Linked DNA regions of Triticum aestivum: region 1 is linked to region 2. The links are chromatin contacts, called in public Hi-C maps. All regions are on one chromosome and are shown on one strand. Each heading gives the region's core, a stretch centred on a gene start, on an enhancer-like site or on the middle of the called end of the contact. The rest is flanking DNA. Distances are from core to core; before and after follow the strand shown. Region 1 holds the start of LOC123102511 (mitochondrial import receptor subunit TOM5 homolog). Region 2 holds the start of LOC123102508 (transcription initiation factor TFIID subunit 8).

The links. A called contact is a pair of places that touch in the nucleus more often than the background predicts.
Region 1: a contact with region 2 is called in a Hi-C map of leaf, with 9 times the contacts expected there. The contact joins the promoter of LOC123102511 here to the promoter of LOC123102508 in region 2. A contact is called at or near these places in 2 of 5 Hi-C or Micro-C datasets (both in leaf).

What each region holds. Positions count from the first base shown.
Region 1 is chr5A:107,804,589-107,808,992 of IWGSC CS RefSeq v2.1, forward strand. It overlaps LOC123102511 (mitochondrial import receptor subunit TOM5 homolog), which reads left to right and starts at 1,334. Exons shown (of 2, transcript XM_044523895.1): 1 at 1,334-1,630; 2 at 3,488-3,901. The coding sequence starts at 1,544. The coding sequence ends at 3,565. It overlaps LOC123102510, which reads right to left and starts at 829. Exons shown (of 2, transcript XM_044523893.1): 1 at 572-829; 2 at 1-455. The coding sequence starts at 712. The coding sequence ends at 18. TRNAR-ACG (transfer RNA arginine (anticodon ACG)) reads left to right here and starts at 974; the gene lies at 974-1,046. It overlaps TRNAR-ACG (transfer RNA arginine (anticodon ACG)), which reads left to right and starts at 1,233; the gene lies at 1,233-1,305.
Region 2 is chr5A:107,357,448-107,361,724 of IWGSC CS RefSeq v2.1, forward strand. LOC123102508 (transcription initiation factor TFIID subunit 8) reads right to left here and starts at 1,881. Exons shown (of 2, transcript XM_044523891.1): 1 at 260-1,881. The coding sequence starts at 1,471. The coding sequence ends at 383. It overlaps LOC123102506 (asparagine synthetase domain-containing protein 1), which reads right to left. Exons shown (of 15, transcript XM_044523890.1): 11 at 3,351-3,526; 12 at 3,137-3,236; 13 at 2,940-3,056; 14 at 2,779-2,835; 15 at 2,181-2,540. The coding sequence ends at 2,433.

The sequences.
Region 1 (4,404 bases), core at 84-2,583, 450 kb after region 2:
AGCAGAGTTCGTCGAGATCAGCCGGAGGAGCCCTGGAGCCTGGACACGAAGCTGGACGCGGCGAACGCGGCGGAGCCCCCGGCGACGCAGACGAGGGCGGCGACGGCCTGGAGCGCCACCTCCCAGGGGTACTGCTCGGGGACGAGGAAGACGACGGCGGGGCCGGCGGCCAGCAGCAGGAGCGCGAGGCCCTGCAGCGAGCCGGGGGTGCCAGGGTCGGTGGCGGCCGACAGCACCCCGAGCTCCTCCGCCTTGGACAGCAGCCCGAGGCGCTCGACCGCCGACAGCGACAGCCCGGCGCGCTCCGCCGCGGACAGCAGGCCCGCCTTCTCCGCCTTGGTCAGCAGCCGTAGCTTCTCCACGTTCGTCAGCAGCTTCACGGGCGCCGACCCCTTCGTCGTCGCCGGCCGCGGCGGGCCCGCGGGCTTCCCCACCGGGAACACCGTGGTAGTGCCCTGCATGCGCCACACGCGCGCGTCGGTATATTGCAAGTTCTTACACGCACGCACGCATGGAGTCTGACATGAAATAGATTGATAGCGCAAGGGATTAACGGCAGGCGCTAGCTTACCGACGATCTTTTCGTGCCGCCGGAGCTGGGCTTCGGGCCCTTGGTTGCCATGGCGGTGACACTGGGAGTAAGGCGGCTCCTCCTGCCGGACGGCCTCGCCGTGGTCGCAGCGACGGTGTTCGGCGAAAGAAGCGACGCCATTGTTGATCCACCTCTGTCCTCGCCTCGTCGATGGGATCCCTGCTCTGCTAGGTAATGGTTCAGGACTTGGCGACGTGCAAACCTTTGTCCCCTTTCGCTTCGGTGGAGTGGTGTAGCTGGTGTGTGCGGTCTCGGCTGATCCATCCAAGCAGGAGACGTGGCATCTCTCCAGCGCTACGAAATCCAACGTTGGCGACGAATGACTATTAAATCACGGAAATAATGTTTAGTAAGCTGCTAGGCGAAATGATGTCATCAAATGACTCCGTGGCCCAATGGATAAGGCGCTGGTCTACGAAACCAGAGATTCTGGGTTCGATCCCCAGCGGAGTCGTATTCATTTTTTGCTCTTTTATTATGTACGGCCCAACCAATATATAGTAACAAAGCCCAAAAATTCCATCAATTGACTCCGTGGCCCAATGGATAAGGCGCTGGTCTACGAAACTTCATTTTTTGCTCTTTTATTATGTACGGCCCAACCAATATATAGTAACAAAGCCCAAAAATTCCATCAATTGACTCCGTGGCCCAATGGATAAGGCGCTGGTCTACGAAACCAGAGATTCTGGGTTCGATCCCCAGCGGAGTCGGATTTTTTTTTTGTTTTTCCTATATTCTCCTTTTTTTCCCCTTCCTCCTTTTTCTCTTTTTTTAATCTTTTTGCAGGGGAGTCGCAACACAAAATTCGAGTGCAAAGCCCAACAGACCGATATAGAGAAGAAGTGGGCTCCTTAACATAACACGTAACCGGCCGCCGCGCGAAGAAGAAAAAAACCCTAACCAGATAGAACTCGTCGGAGGGAGCGGGAGGAGATCCAAAGGGCGGACATGGCGGCGGCGAAGGCGGCGTTGGAGAAGATGAGGGCGTTCTGGGACTCGCAGTGCAACAACGAGGAGAACTGGGCGGTCAACTATGTCAGCCCCTCTCCCTCCTCTCCCTTCGATCTAGTTATTTATGCGTCGCCTACTTATTAATTACCCTGTTCTTGCTTCCCGCAAAAAGAAAAACCTGTTCTTGCGTCATTGCTGAGATATGGGATTACTAGTATGGTAGTCTGTTTTGCTAACTGATACGGGTGAGAGATTCGGTTTAGAATTTGGATGGTTAGGTTGTTCGCCGCCCTTTTGATGTGTAGTATATGACCCAGGAACTTGCTAGCACATCGTGAAGCCATGTGTGGTTCTGTTATGTTGTGCTTCAACAGCTTTGCTTGTGAATTGTGATGCTGCTGCTCAAGGCTTGGGGCACAATTAGGGCATGGAAAAAAGCCAATGAAGTTGATTTAGGCATTCTGACTCTGTACCGCTAAGACGCTTCGCTTGCTAATGCTATCGATTTAGACTTCTGTACTTGCCTATCTGCAAGATGAGACTATAATGTGGCGTTGGTTGTCGGTACTGTCTTGTGGCGTTTGTGACGTACTAGTAAATTCATATAACTTCTAACTTGCTACGTTCGCTTGCTAATGCCATCGGTTTAGCCTTCTGTACTTGGCTATCTGCAAGATGAGACTATAATGTGGCGTTAGTCGTCAGTACTGACTTGTGGCGTTTGTTACGTACTAGTAAATTCATATAACTTCTAACTTTCTAGGTTCTGCACAACTATGGCTGTGTCTAGATCCACCTCTATCTTCGGCTGTGTTCCCCTCTTTGTTCTGCACAACTACGGGTGCGGTCCTCTCATGGTTGTTCCACACTATGATCACAATTCATAGGTTCAATGTGGGATCTAGGATCACGAATCGAAGGACAGTTCTAGAATTGGTAGGATTGGTCAGTCAATCTAGGTTGACAACCTTAGTTCCTTTGCTGGCGAATTGCTTACTTTAGTTACTTACCCTCAGAAAAAAAGTTGGTTAATGGTTAGATTATGCCTGGCGTGATCTTGTGGATCTTCTAAATTTCTGCCTGAGAACCGACGTTTTTCTGTTGGTGAATCCCAAACTTTAAGTTATGCTTGACATTGAAGTTTTGCTGTTGGTTAATGGATATTCTGATGTATTTTGAGTTATGTCTGGTAGTTGATCCTTTATATTTTATTGTCCCATGTGTTATTTTTTGACTAAAAGAGGAACCTTCATGTTTATTGAGGTGCAAAAGGATTTGAATTTGTGCTCCCCCTTGTGTTCTGCTATGTGATCCTCTCAAGGTTCCACACTATGATCGCAATTCATAGGATATATGTAGGATCTAGGACAACAAATCATGGGATTTTAAAGAATTGGTAGTATTAGTCAGTCGAACCTTGTTTCCTTCGCTGATGAATCGCTTACTTTAGTTACTTATGAATCACTTACTTCAGTTACTTATCCTTACAATTTTGGTAAACCATGCCTGGCAATGATCCTGTGGATCTTTTAATTTTCTGCCTGAGATGTTTGAAATCTCTGCCTGAAAACCAATATTTTTTATTGTTGGATTCCTAACTTTTAAGTTATGCTTGACATTGAAACTTTGCAATGGTGGATCCTATCTCTGAATTTGTCGTCTGACAGCTGAACATTTGTATTTTTTTCTCCTATGTGTTCTTTCTGGCCATAAAGTGGAACCCCCAGTTGTGGTGAGGCGCAAAATGATTTGAAATTGTTCCTACATGTTATCTCTTGGTACTACTTGAGTACTGTAATTGGGCTGGGCTGTTATTGGGTTAAGGAATACTAGATTAACTGCTTGCAGTTTATAGTGATATTGTACCCTTGTTGTTTAGGACAATATCTCCTGTTGGTACAAAAACCTCTTACTACTGTTTTTTTATTTGTTCATTTACAGAAGGTGCTAAAGGCTGCTGGTATATTTGCTGGATCCGTCTTCCTGATGCACAACTTTGGCCATAATATGGTCATCTAAACGGGACTAGATAGGGCAATAATGGACATTCAATGGTGTGGTGTTGCACTGCCTTTTTCGTTTTCTCATCAACATGGTCATCACACATGTTCTTAGTGTGGATTAAGGAGTGAAACTGTTGTTCTTAGACATTGGTTGGTAATAATGGCAGCCAAAATAGTACTTTATATGTATTACTCTATCAGGTGTTCTCATGCTTTGTGAATTATCAGGCAAGTCGTCGCAAACTTGTTGGGGATCCCTTTTTGTTAGGTCTTCTTGAACTTTGTCCTCCAGTTCATGCAGTGAATTAAGCCGGTGATACTATATTGCTGTGAATAATTTACATCTTCCTGATTTCTGGTGATTGTTGCTGTTAGAGTAAAGCTCTGAATGCTATTCTCTCATCCGGAACACAGCTAACCGCAGGGGTGTTTCACAAGCAGATGCAAAAATTCTCAAAGTATCTAGGATGGAGAAATCTGCAAGCTGATCTTATGCATCTGATCACCAAAATTTCATGTATTTGCTCTGTGCTGACAACAGGATAGTGTAAGCTATCTTTGAATAGTTTGAATTGTTTACCACATGTGTCACGTGGTACATGATAGTGTGAGCTAGGGCACACCTTGCGTTTGTTTATTTGGTCAAAATGAGCGTGATTTGCGAGATCACTCAAGAATTTAGAGTGTAGGCTGTGAGAGATTATGACCGGACTTGCTACTAGATGCGACTATGTTACAGCACCAATTGTTTTGTTTGTGTGTGGCTGATAGGTGGCCCCTAAAATTGTAGGGGAACGTTTAAATCGGGTAACCGATCTCAGCGCTCGGTCGATCACCTCCTCTTCTCCATTTCCC
Region 2 (4,277 bases), core at 631-3,130:
CGCATATCAACACATAAAACTCCCAATCTAAAGTTTCTACCATACGACATGTAGTGCAAAGTCTACATAAGATTATTTACTACAGTTGGGTATCCTTGTCTGACTTTCAGGTAACCACAACAGACGTGCGCTGCATTGCCTAGAACAAACTGGTGTGGGCTCAATCTCATTTGATTATGTTCAGTTTAAATGAAACTCCCAAGCAAGTAAGGAACTGATAGCCAGCAGCAATTATCACAAGTGAAACATTTCAACATACCTCAAGAGTCCACAAATTGGAGATCCACCGTCAAACTGAAATGATCATAGATCCCTTCTCCCACACTCCAGCTCGCCATAATGCAACTCCATTCTGGGCACTGCACTTCTTCCACCAACCATATTAAATCTGGGGCAGTTCCTGTGGGTTATCCATTGATGCCCTCAATATCATCCCAGCCCTCCGCTTCCGGTCATCCTTTTGTTCCTCCTTCAAAAACGACGGGTCCTCCCTCAGATCCATGGAATTTGAATTGAGGGCCACTGCCAGGGGCTTCTTGTTTACTCCAATCTTCAGGTGCACTGGTGCCCTCACCTTTGGAACAATGCTCTTTTGGTTCTGATTCTGGTCCCAACCTGTCCCAGAATCAAGCTCCATAGCATTTGCACCCTGAATTGCTGGTGCAAATGCATCAAGGACAGAAAGTTTCTTCCGCTCAGAAGGGATATCAACCTCTGACACCTCCTTGTCTCCATGCGGCAAAGCAGGCTCAAGAAAAGGATTTCTCTTGCTCCCAGCCGGTTGTATCTCCTTCCCTTTGGCTGCACTATCCTCAGAAACCGCTGGCCGAAACCCATCAGCGCCCGCAAGGGCCAATCGTTGCTGCAAACTGAGCAGCGACTTCTCGGCCTTCCTCCGCTGCCGCACCTGTTCGACCATGTCCACCCTGTCCTTGGCCGCCTGCTCACTCCACACCTCTGTCCTGACGTAGGTGTGTGGGTCCGGGAAGGCCGGTAGCCACTCAGGAACATGCCTCATCCCAGTCTCCCTCTCAGCCACAGCAAAGCTGGGCGTGGGCTGCGGAGCGCGGGGTATAGGGAACTTGGGCAATGGACGCGTGAATGGCACCTCGTCCTTGGAGTCGACGAACGCCATGAGGTCCTTGACGACGCCTGAGCCAACGAGGCAGCGGCCTGAGGTGCCGGCCCCGGCGAAGCCATCAAAGTCGGTGCCGATTTCCTCGAGGGACTGGATGATGTCGTACTCGTTGGCGAGCGCGCGGCCGGCGAGGTTGGCGTGGAAGGCCGCGGCCCTCCCGAGGTGCGTGAGGTAGCGGAGGAGGACGTCGACGAGCGCGTCCACGGCCGAGCGGTGCGTGCAGTCGAAGCCCGCGGCCTCGAGCGCCTGCGCCACCGCCGCCCGCGCCACCGCCCTCCCGAACTCGTCCCCGCTGCCGCTGCCGCTGCCGCTGGTGCCCGCGCGGTCACTCATACTGCTCCCTCTTGTCCTCCCGCCGCTCCCGACCGGTCATACCGTCGAGCACCTGGCGGGCGTGGCGGTCCCAGATCCGGAGCTAGGGTTAGATCTCTGCTCGGGCCACGCCGTCCGCGCCACCATCCAGGGCGAGCCGGGGCGAGCTAGACGCAGCCGCGCGCCGGAATTGCGCGCCCGACCGCCCGCCTCGAGCTCGCGCCCCCGGCGGGATTCGAATTCGGTCGGCGCGAGACGACGCGGTGGCTGGGGGCGGGGATTGGGCGGGAAATCGGGAGCGGGGTGGGTTTGGAAGCAGGAGACCGTTGGGGATTTAGGGTTTGGGGAGGGGAGCACGCGCGGGGGGTTTGGGTGGGGCTCTCTCTGATCCGAGCACGCGGGCGGGGAAGCGAGGGGAGGTGGAGACGAAGGCCTTGGGGAGAAGGGAAGAACGCGTCCGCTTGACTTTATAGAGGAGGGCGTGTGGAAATCCCGTGTGCGCGAGCCGGGTGCGCGGAGCTCGGCGGGGACACGTGGCGATGGACGGTTGGTTTCGCCTCGTGGATTCTTTCCAGCGTGGACGCCGTGTTCTCCACGACGGGGTTCTGTTGCTCGGGCCTCCGCAGAGGAAGGCGGCCCAACTGGCCCAGTTACAAGTGAAATATGCCAAAGGACAACACTAAAATAGTACAGACATTTGCCTCAAAAAAATAAAAATAGTACAGACATAAACTGGAAAATAAAAACTAGATTCCTCTGTTCTGTTATCCATGGTTGCAATGAATAAGACGGTATGAGAAAGAACAAAATTTTCATGGCTGAACAGCCAGTGATAAAGCATTGGCATGCTTCATGCCAACATGACTACAACCCATAACAGGATGAACTGAACAGAAGAACCGGACCGATCACCGGCATCTGTGCCGCTGGGAACATGTGGCAATGCAGCATCTGGCATGTCGATTTAGGTCTGTTTGCCCCGTCAGTGGTTACGCTTGTGGACCTCCACGCTGCCTGCCGATGCCAGGTTCGCGGCTCGGTTGCTGCCAAAGTTCTTGCGGTTTGATTCCCTTGCTATTCTTGAACCAAACTGCACAAAGCATCAGATGGATTGTAAGTGAGGACACATATTGTTGTCTACAACTCCCTACGGTCCATATTACTTGTCGCTCATCCGGATGTATCTAGAATTGAAATACGTCTAGATACATCCGTTTGAGCGACAAGTATTATGGATCGGAGGGAGTACAATCCAAATAGTGTAACTTATCAACACACAACACTACAACTATTCTACTGAAGGAAACAAATGGTTATAAATTATGTACCTGGATTGCTCGCTTTGGCAAAAAAGCAGCTTCTTGTAGACCCAGCAGCTTTGCAACCTGCAACAGTGTCACATTATTGAATCAGCAAAAGGGGATGGAGATCAGAACATAGTCTGTAACAACTTAAATATAGGTAGAGTTAAGAAAAACGGAATGCAAACCTCTCTCAGAATCTTCTTATCACCCTTCCCCACGGGCTCATCAAGTTTAGCGATATCCCATAGTGGGATTTCCAACAATGTTCTGATCACACTCTCATCAAGAAATGGAAAACGAGCCTGTCATGGGCACATGGGTACACATCAGCCACTAAAAGCCTATAGCCAAAGCTGAACTAAAAAAGCATGACGAAGATTACCTCCTTGCCATGGTCAGAAATGCACCTATCATCTCTTCCCATGTTTCTTTTCCAAATTCTTTGCACATCTAGTCTCATTTCCTCGTCCAGTGAAACCCATCTAAATAGGGGTACAAAAAATGAATTTAATTTGTTTTTGCAATATCTGCAAAAATATCTCAAACGACAGTCACATTATTTAGCAATGCAGTGCACTAAATCAATGCATACATACCCTCCAACTCTATATTTAGTACGATGTCTACCATAACCAGCACACTGCTCATCAGCTCCAGAACCGACTAAAAGGACTCTAGATGTTGACTTGTGTTTGTAGCGATCACCATCTTGCCCATTCACCCAACCATCCCCGCTAGCAGCTAACCATAGGGCTACACCAATGTTCAAATCCTGTGCAAAAGATCCAGCATTTTAACTCAAATAAATCTAACAGGAGCAAAAGAGCATAGTAAAGATTTACCAACAGTCCATCATATTTTCAAATTAAACAGATATGTGTGAATGAATAGAGCTGCAGTGCTAAATATTATCTTCTATTGTCCAGTACGTGGTGCACACACATGAAGACGATTGTGTCATATGACGGAACTATGGTGAACTGTGGTCTCAAGGATGCCAAAGGGTGTTCAGATTTCTACTCCCATCAGTCCACCACTGATCTTACTGCAGCCTCTTACACATAATCTCCCACAGAACCACTAGGAAGACACAACCACCATAACAAACGCACATAATAACCAGGTATTTTTATAAGTAAATAAAAACTTGGTTAGAAGGGATGGGGAATTCAGGGGGTCGGGAGTTGATGGGCATGCGGATGTAAGTGAGATGAGTACTGGAAGTTTAACGGTCCAAATGTGCATCGTTGCTCAAAGAATGTTTAATAAATCTTAGTGTTTCATCATAAATTGGGATGTCTTAAAACTACAAATCAAATTCCTCAAGAGTTTCTCGTCTATTGCAAAACAGGGTACCAGGACTAAAAGCAAACACCCATTTCAAATCCTACCTTAAACTTCCTCCTCTAAACTCCATCTCCCAATTACTCCCTCCGGTCCTTTTTACCTTGCGCATAACACAAAGCCCGGATACCAAGGAGAGGCAGCCATGCAAAAAACTGGACAATTTTACCCCCACAACA